Regions from separate parts of the Zea mays genome. Here region 1 is linked to region 2. A link is a contact called in public Hi-C data. All regions are on one chromosome and are shown on one strand. Each heading gives the region's core, a stretch centred on a gene start, on an enhancer-like site or on the middle of the called end of the contact. The rest is flanking DNA. Distances are from core to core; before and after follow the strand shown. Region 1 has its middle 3.7 kb from the start of LOC109943814. Region 2 holds the start of LOC100383630.

The links. A called contact is a pair of places that touch in the nucleus more often than the background predicts.
Region 1: a contact with region 2 is called in a Hi-C map of leaf, with 2.7 times the contacts expected there. The contact joins the enhancer-like site here to the promoter of LOC100383630 in region 2. A contact is called at or near these places in 7 of 25 Hi-C or Micro-C datasets (ear, endosperm, leaf and 1 more).

What each region holds. Positions count from the first base shown.
Region 1 is chr1:305,178,554-305,181,917 of Zm-B73-REFERENCE-NAM-5.0, forward strand. No RefSeq gene overlaps it. Among protein-coding and RNA genes, the nearest start is that of LOC109943814, 3.7 kb to the left of the region's middle. Within about 2 kb of position 1,483, at least 6 of the 20 cell types and tissues checked have an H3K27ac peak or open chromatin away from gene starts, as enhancers often do. A contact at or near this core is called in leaf, where this site is marked.
Region 2 is chr1:305,094,366-305,098,035 of Zm-B73-REFERENCE-NAM-5.0, forward strand. LOC100383630 reads right to left here and starts at 1,674. Exons shown (of 12, transcript NM_001366826.1): 1 at 1,226-1,674; 2 at 73-258. The coding sequence starts at 1,663.

The DNA.
Region 1 (3,364 bases), core at 233-2,732, 84 kb after region 2:
TAAGAGACATTGTTTCATTCATAGTTTTATAGCACTTATGATGATGTGACAACGTTGGAAAGAGTACCACGAAACTCCCATTATAAATAGCCTTAATTGACATCCAACTAAATATTAAAAGTCACTTTCATCTATTAATTTCTAAATCTCGGTTGCCCATTGAACTGAAGAAAACCGTTAGGGAAATATACATTTTCAGTTTTAATTTAATTCAGAAAATCAGAGTGATGTATGTGATGACATATATGTGCATATGTATCACTACTCACATAAGAAGTAAACAACAGTAAAATATGCACAAATATAAAGAACAGATTGTACACTGCGGAGGGAGCGATGCTTAAGGCATCAGTGGCTCCATTCAAACGAGATATCTCGTGTGTATGTTCGATATAGTCGTACGCAGTCGATGCAAGCAGTATAGTCCCTCGAACGGCGCTGGTCGAGCGAACGAAGCGAGCAGTCGCGAGTACGCTCCCCAAAAACCTGATCGCTCGCACACCCAAGCAAGTGTCGCTCTGCGTACGACGATTTCGGAGGCCTGCTCTCCCACACTCTATGCTCGCAGAAGGTGGGACGAGAAATGTTCGGTGTTCGTACGTATTGTTGTAACCCGAAGCAGTCTCACCTCCTCTGTATATATACACGCGCAGAGGAAGACCAATGGCTAGTAACGGTTGCCATCAGAGCTACCGTTACAGCCAGCGAGAAACTGACGCAACACAGTAGTAATGGACGGTCATCACTCTAGGCAAAATGTGCAACTGTTAGGAAGGAATATTCAAACCAATATCCAATCTACCACGGCCCAGCCCGGCCAGCGGCGTGCATGTGGCAGTTCTTCATTCTTTCTTAGTTTCTCAATAGATACACCTATTTAAGTTGATTGAAGTGTCCTTTAAACTTCCGATATGATACTAAAATACTAGTACATTGTAGCATTAAAGTAAGCCTTTAGCATCGGATATTATTGAATATTAATTTAGGCCAGACTCACATTAATTAATTCATTCAACAGAAACAACATGTGCCCAGATATTGACAAGTCTAAGTTAAAGGACAAAATAAGGATCGATTGGTAATATCATCAGTGCATGTACTATCTTCATATGTAAAGATCAAACATCACCCATAGTGAATACTCCCTCCGTTTCTTTTTAGTTGTCGCTGGATAGTTCAATTTTACACTATCCAGCGACATCTAAAACGAAACGGAGGGAGTAGTACGGGACAACCACATTCCACAAATTTTCCTATTACTTCATTAGTAAGAAGGGATTCAGAGCCATCTGATCGTTTGACTCGCGAAAGGGGTGGACGAGGAGAAAGCAACCAGCAACTCTCGAGGATAGCGGTCGCCACCGTATAGTAGGTAGAAAATGCCGCCGTCGGTACGCGGGCGACGAGCAACGACCATGCATGCGGGCACGTGGCGACGACCGACCTGGTGAGCCATCGCCATCGCCGCCGCGCAAGCAACCGGCACGTACAGGCGAGAACCAGACACCACCGCCACGCGGGCGCGCGAGCCAGCACCGAGCGAAGAGGAGGATGGGGAAGGAGGGACAAAATGACATGCGGCGGAACCCATGTATATCAGTGATAGGGAGAGAGACGATGGGACGAGAAGGAAACACGTAACCTTTCAACGAAACACGTGACAATATGACATGTTCCAGACCCCCCAAAAAAAATCTGTTCGAAGCGGCTGCCCCTAGCTTGCTATCGGGAGGATGCCGGGGCTAGCAATGGGTCTATTTGGTTGAGCTTTTTTAATCAATTATTTTAAAATTTTAGCTGTAGAGAGAATTTGGCTATGCGAAGGATCTTAATATTGTGAGAATTATGTACGAAAGAAGGTGAAGTAGTCCAAATGATTCAAGATCTAGAAAGCAATGGATTATCACAATCGTAATGACTTGATCGATTCTGTGTTTATATTGATTTTGAACGATTTTTAACAAAACGATTCTTATAAAATCGGGCTACAAAGTTAGTGTATTTGACACTCTGCAACAGTTTTTGGTGGTCAGAAGCTAAAAAAAAGACAAAACAAATAGGATATGTGGGCAAGCTGCACGAGAATGGTGCAGGCTTCGTATCACCAAACACAAAAACATTAGACGATTGAAAGTGGAAAATAAAAACATTAGACGATTGAAAGTGGAAAATACGCGTAATAGCTAGCCAACTGGGCCTATATGTGGCCAATGCGGCACAGCCCGAGCCCGTCACGGTCCAGGCCGAGGCACATCACAAATAAATAGCGGGTCGTGCCGTGTCCGTTCGTGGGTTGAAACCTAAATACATGCATGGTCTGACTAGTTTTAAATGTGTCACACTAGACTATCATGTCTAACGGTCCACGACTCGTCTTGTAACAAAGTTTGAAAATAACTTATTTCCCCCTATTTTTATTGGACGCTTTTCTTCATTTTTTTAACACACCTTGAAAATAGCATGAAAGTGAGAATCAAGTCAGCCATAGATCTATATATGGTGGACTAGATTGGGGCGAGTAAGCTCAGGCCATGGCTTGATGGGCTATCTGTGCCTAGCATCGGACTAAATGGGCCGACGGTACATGTGTCATGCATGTGCCGTCTAGGAGACCGTTGGACATAACGTTATGTCCGACCCTGAGCCATCGGATATAACCTTATGTCCGACGGCCGACTAGGAGGCCGTAAGACATAACAGAGCCGTCGAAACTCTGCCATTTTACTGTTGTTATTGAAAAGATATATAAAGTAATTTTTATGCAAATAATAGATAATAATTTAGAGAGTGAAATTTAGTTTTTTTAAGATGCCCTTATATAGTACTATTTTTGTAAAGGTGAAAGAAAATTATATCTTTGTAATCAAGGTAATCATATGTATTGTAAATAATATATTTATATAAAACATAGAATAACTAGGTAGATCAATTAGTTGGATCTAGAACGTTTTCATTGTATTGGTGAATGGTGGATACATAAGCTTCTTTGTGACCTAAAAAAATAATATACATACTACTATTTTTGGCTTTAGTAACCTGATGTACATATAGCCACTACCGGAATCAATCGCTTTGCCGAGTGCCTGAAGCACTCGGCGAAGCCTTAAAAACACTCGGCAAAGGCTTTGCCGAGTGTGACACTCGGCAAAAAAGGCTCGGCAAACAGTGCATCGACAAAGCCTTCTTTGCCGAGTGCTTTTTCTCGGGCACTCGGCAAACCTCTTTGCCGAGTGCCAGAGAGCACTCGGCAAAGAAGGCTCGGCAAACAGTGCATCGACAAAGCCTTCTTTGCCGAGTGCTTTTTCTCGGAAACTCGGCAAACCTCTTTGCCGAGTGCCAGAGAGCACTCGACAAAGAAAAGCGG
Region 2 (3,670 bases), core at 424-2,923:
ACTGAAGCAAAGAAAAAAAAGTACTTCCATGTTAAAGGATCCCAAGGACCAACAGAAGATGCTGACACAAACCTCTGCATGACTAATGTAGAATTTAAGACGGTTCATCTCGCTGGCAATTCTTTCTAGGAGAATGCTCTGTGTTTCTCTGACACCTGTCCCAGCCTTCCCATTTGGTGTTCCAGTGTCATTGATAGGAATTTCAGCATTAGATGAATCTGACGGTGCAGTTGGTAGTTCCTTGATCAATTTCTCAACCTGGATAATCATACAAACATTTAGGAGCAGTGAGACGATAAGGCTCAAAGCTCTATCTAGACGTACAATTGATGAGAAAATAAGCTGAGGAGTATATCACATAAATTCATTTTAACAATAACCTTGAGTTAGGCAAATGTATCAATTGACCCTAAGGGTAGGCAGGTAATTAGGTCAGCATATCCATATGGCCTCTAATAACGATGATGAATCGGCAAATGCAGCACCCCTAAGGCAGTGTCCTAGCTAGAGATGGCAATGGGTAAAAACCCGTTGGGTATTACTTGCCCAAACCCATACCCGCGAAGAAAAAATGTGCCCGCTAAAAAACCCATACCCATGACGGGTATAAAATTTTGCCCAAACCCATACCCATGCGGGTTTCGGGTACCCAACGGGTTTCCCATACCCACTAACATCAATATAAAAAATAATTCATCATGTAAATGACAATCAATACATTAATAAACTAGCATAAAAGGAACAAGTGATAACTAATTTTAGCCTAAAATTTGTTACATGAAGTTTATTTCAATTAGAAGATATTCAATTAATAATATTACGAGACATATTTATAAGGAATGTTGATTTTAAGGTGGGTTTTAAAAATCCATGGGTTTGCGGGTATGAGTAGTGGAAGAATAAACTCATGCCCACGTACCCGTTGGGTTTCATTTGAACACATTAACAAACCCATGGATAGTGAAATTGACCCAAACACATACCCTAACAGAGAAAAACCCACCGGGTTTCGGGTAACGGGTACCCAGTGCCATCTCTAGTCCTAGCATGGAGCATTGACTCGAGAAATGTGACGCTAAACGTGCCTCAAATTCCACTAACTTGATCGAAACATGAAACTAGAACAAAAAAGGGATTGCCGAGTAAGCCACATTACTGCTAGCATATGCATAATATATAACTATGAGCATGAGGCGTGCCGCCCGCGAGAGAGGAGTGGGTGTACCTTGGAGACGACGTGGGAGGTGTCGAGCAGGAGCTCGAGCAGCTCGCGCGCGGCGGTGGCGGCGGCCCGCTGCTGGAGCCCCTCCCTGAGCGCGGCGAGCGCGGCGGATGCCCCGGCGCGGAAGGCGGCGACCTTGTCCCTGAGGTCGGCGAGCGGGGCGCGCATCCGGGCCGCGGCGGCGTCGACGCCCTTGAGGTGCGCGCTGAGGCCGACGAAGTCGGCGTAGTCGCGGTTGATGAGGCCGACGAGCTCGGCGCGGAGCGCGGCGAGGTGGGCGCGGAGCTCGGCGGCGAGGCTGTCGAGCGGGACGTAGGAGCGGAGCTCGGCGACGTAGGCGTCCGCGTCGAAGCCCGCGCGGAGGAAGGCGTCGGGCTTGAACCAGGGAGGGTGCGCCTCGATCGGCTCCCCGAAGAGGTCCATGGCCGGCGGAGGGGCCATGACGAGGTCCGCCATAGAGGTCTAGACTTAGGACTGAGATCTGCGCGCGCGCGATGGAGATCTAGAGCAGGGTCAGGCAGGGCCGCAGGGGAGGATGCGAGGGAAGAAAAGGCTCAAGGCGGTGAATTGTCGACTTATTGGTGGGCTTGGCTCATACTTGACTAAATCGGCCCGTACAATTCTCCGGCCCATGAAGATGGTGCTGGACGGCGGCGCTCGAACTGCACTGAACTCATAAAGTCAACGAGGCGGGCAAAATGATTGTGGCTTGTCTCGTTCGATTCGTAGTCAGCTTGACTTATTTAAATTTTTTCACGAGCTTATTTGATATTTTAGCTTGGTTCGTTAACGATCCAGTTCAATTTATTAACAAGCCAACTGACGAGTTAAACGAGCTATCATATTTTAGTAAAATAAAACTATATACATATTATTTACGTAAATAACTAATAAATTGATAAACATATTATATATATATGTGGTATCTATGATCTATGAGTTAAACTAATGATTGACGAATATGTGTTAAATTGTTCTACGTAAATATAGTTGTGGATTAAACTAATGAACATGTGTGTGAATTCTGTATTGATGAGTGATGGTTGTGTTAATTTAGGGTTACATTAATGCGGTTAGTGAAACTATATTTTCTATTGTTAAGTTAGTTAGATTTAACTAGACATTGATTATTATATATATTGTTTTTTTTCTTGCTCGTAAGCTAAACGAGTCATCTTGATCTTGTAAACAAGTCGAGTAAAGCTGATTTTGTGGCTTGTTAGCTTAACGAGTAGAGCCAAGCCAAGTTGGTTCAATATCTAGGCTGAAAAACAACTACGACTAAAGTGAGTGAAGTGAAGCCTGCCCGGACGAGAAGGAATGGAAGAAAACAAGGAGCAATAGGTCTAAGCTGCTAAACGCGGGCATGGGCATTGCGTTCGCATCGGCTTCAGGTCAGATCACTCGCTCACTCGCTGCAGCTCCTAGCCTGCAACGACAACGAGAATCATGCAGCGCCGTCCCACACCGATGGACAGTGCCAAACGAAACGAGAAGCAAATGCAATGAGTCGCCCAGTGCCGCCCACCCCGCAGCTGACTAGCAGCAGCGCCCCATTCCCATTCAGATGGATGCCATCATGCCAAGGCCTAAGGCCATACACGAGTCGTGTCATATCCTACACACCGTCGCCGATCATCGTTGGGCGATTGTGAATTTCTGATTCAGTAAAGTATAGGTCCACGATGTATCACTTATATTCTGAATTCAGTCAAATAAATAGGTCCTCGAACTTTGTCACCCCATACAAAACCATCTAAAGCTGGATTTGTAAAACCGGATGCAGATATGACATGCACGTCGGAGCCACTTAGTGTCTCTAACTTGCCATGTTGTGTCACTTTGGTCCCCGAACTTGAATGTTATGTCACTTGAATCTCCGAACTTCCATTGATTTACTCTGATGTGGCACGACGCATAATTATTATGTTTTTAATGAGTAGTGTATATATTACAAAGGTACATCTTTATCTTGTATACCTTAGCATCATTGATAACTTTCCCACAAAATTCACACTCATGCATGTGTGTAAGCTTGAATCTAAATCATCCAAGCACACATGTAGCTATGTAGGGGAAATTATCACTAGTAAATAAAGTTTTATGGTGCTTATTTATATATCATAATGACAAAGCTTAAAAGTTGGATAAGCCACATAAAATCCAATCCAATTTAGCAATTTACACTAGTGTTAAGTGCTACCTTGGATTATGCTTAGTTTTTATTTGTTTGTAGAATTATCATCAATACGAAGAAGGGAGAGATTGAAAGGTCCTTGATTTATTTTGGTGAATGGGTGATAACTTAGGTGGATTAATGTCTTTATGTTGAGATACACATGATTTAGTCCACATATACATTAGGGTGAGTAACTCTAGGTGGATTAATATGTTTTTATATTGAGATACACATGATTTAGTCCACATATACACTAGGGTGAGTAACTC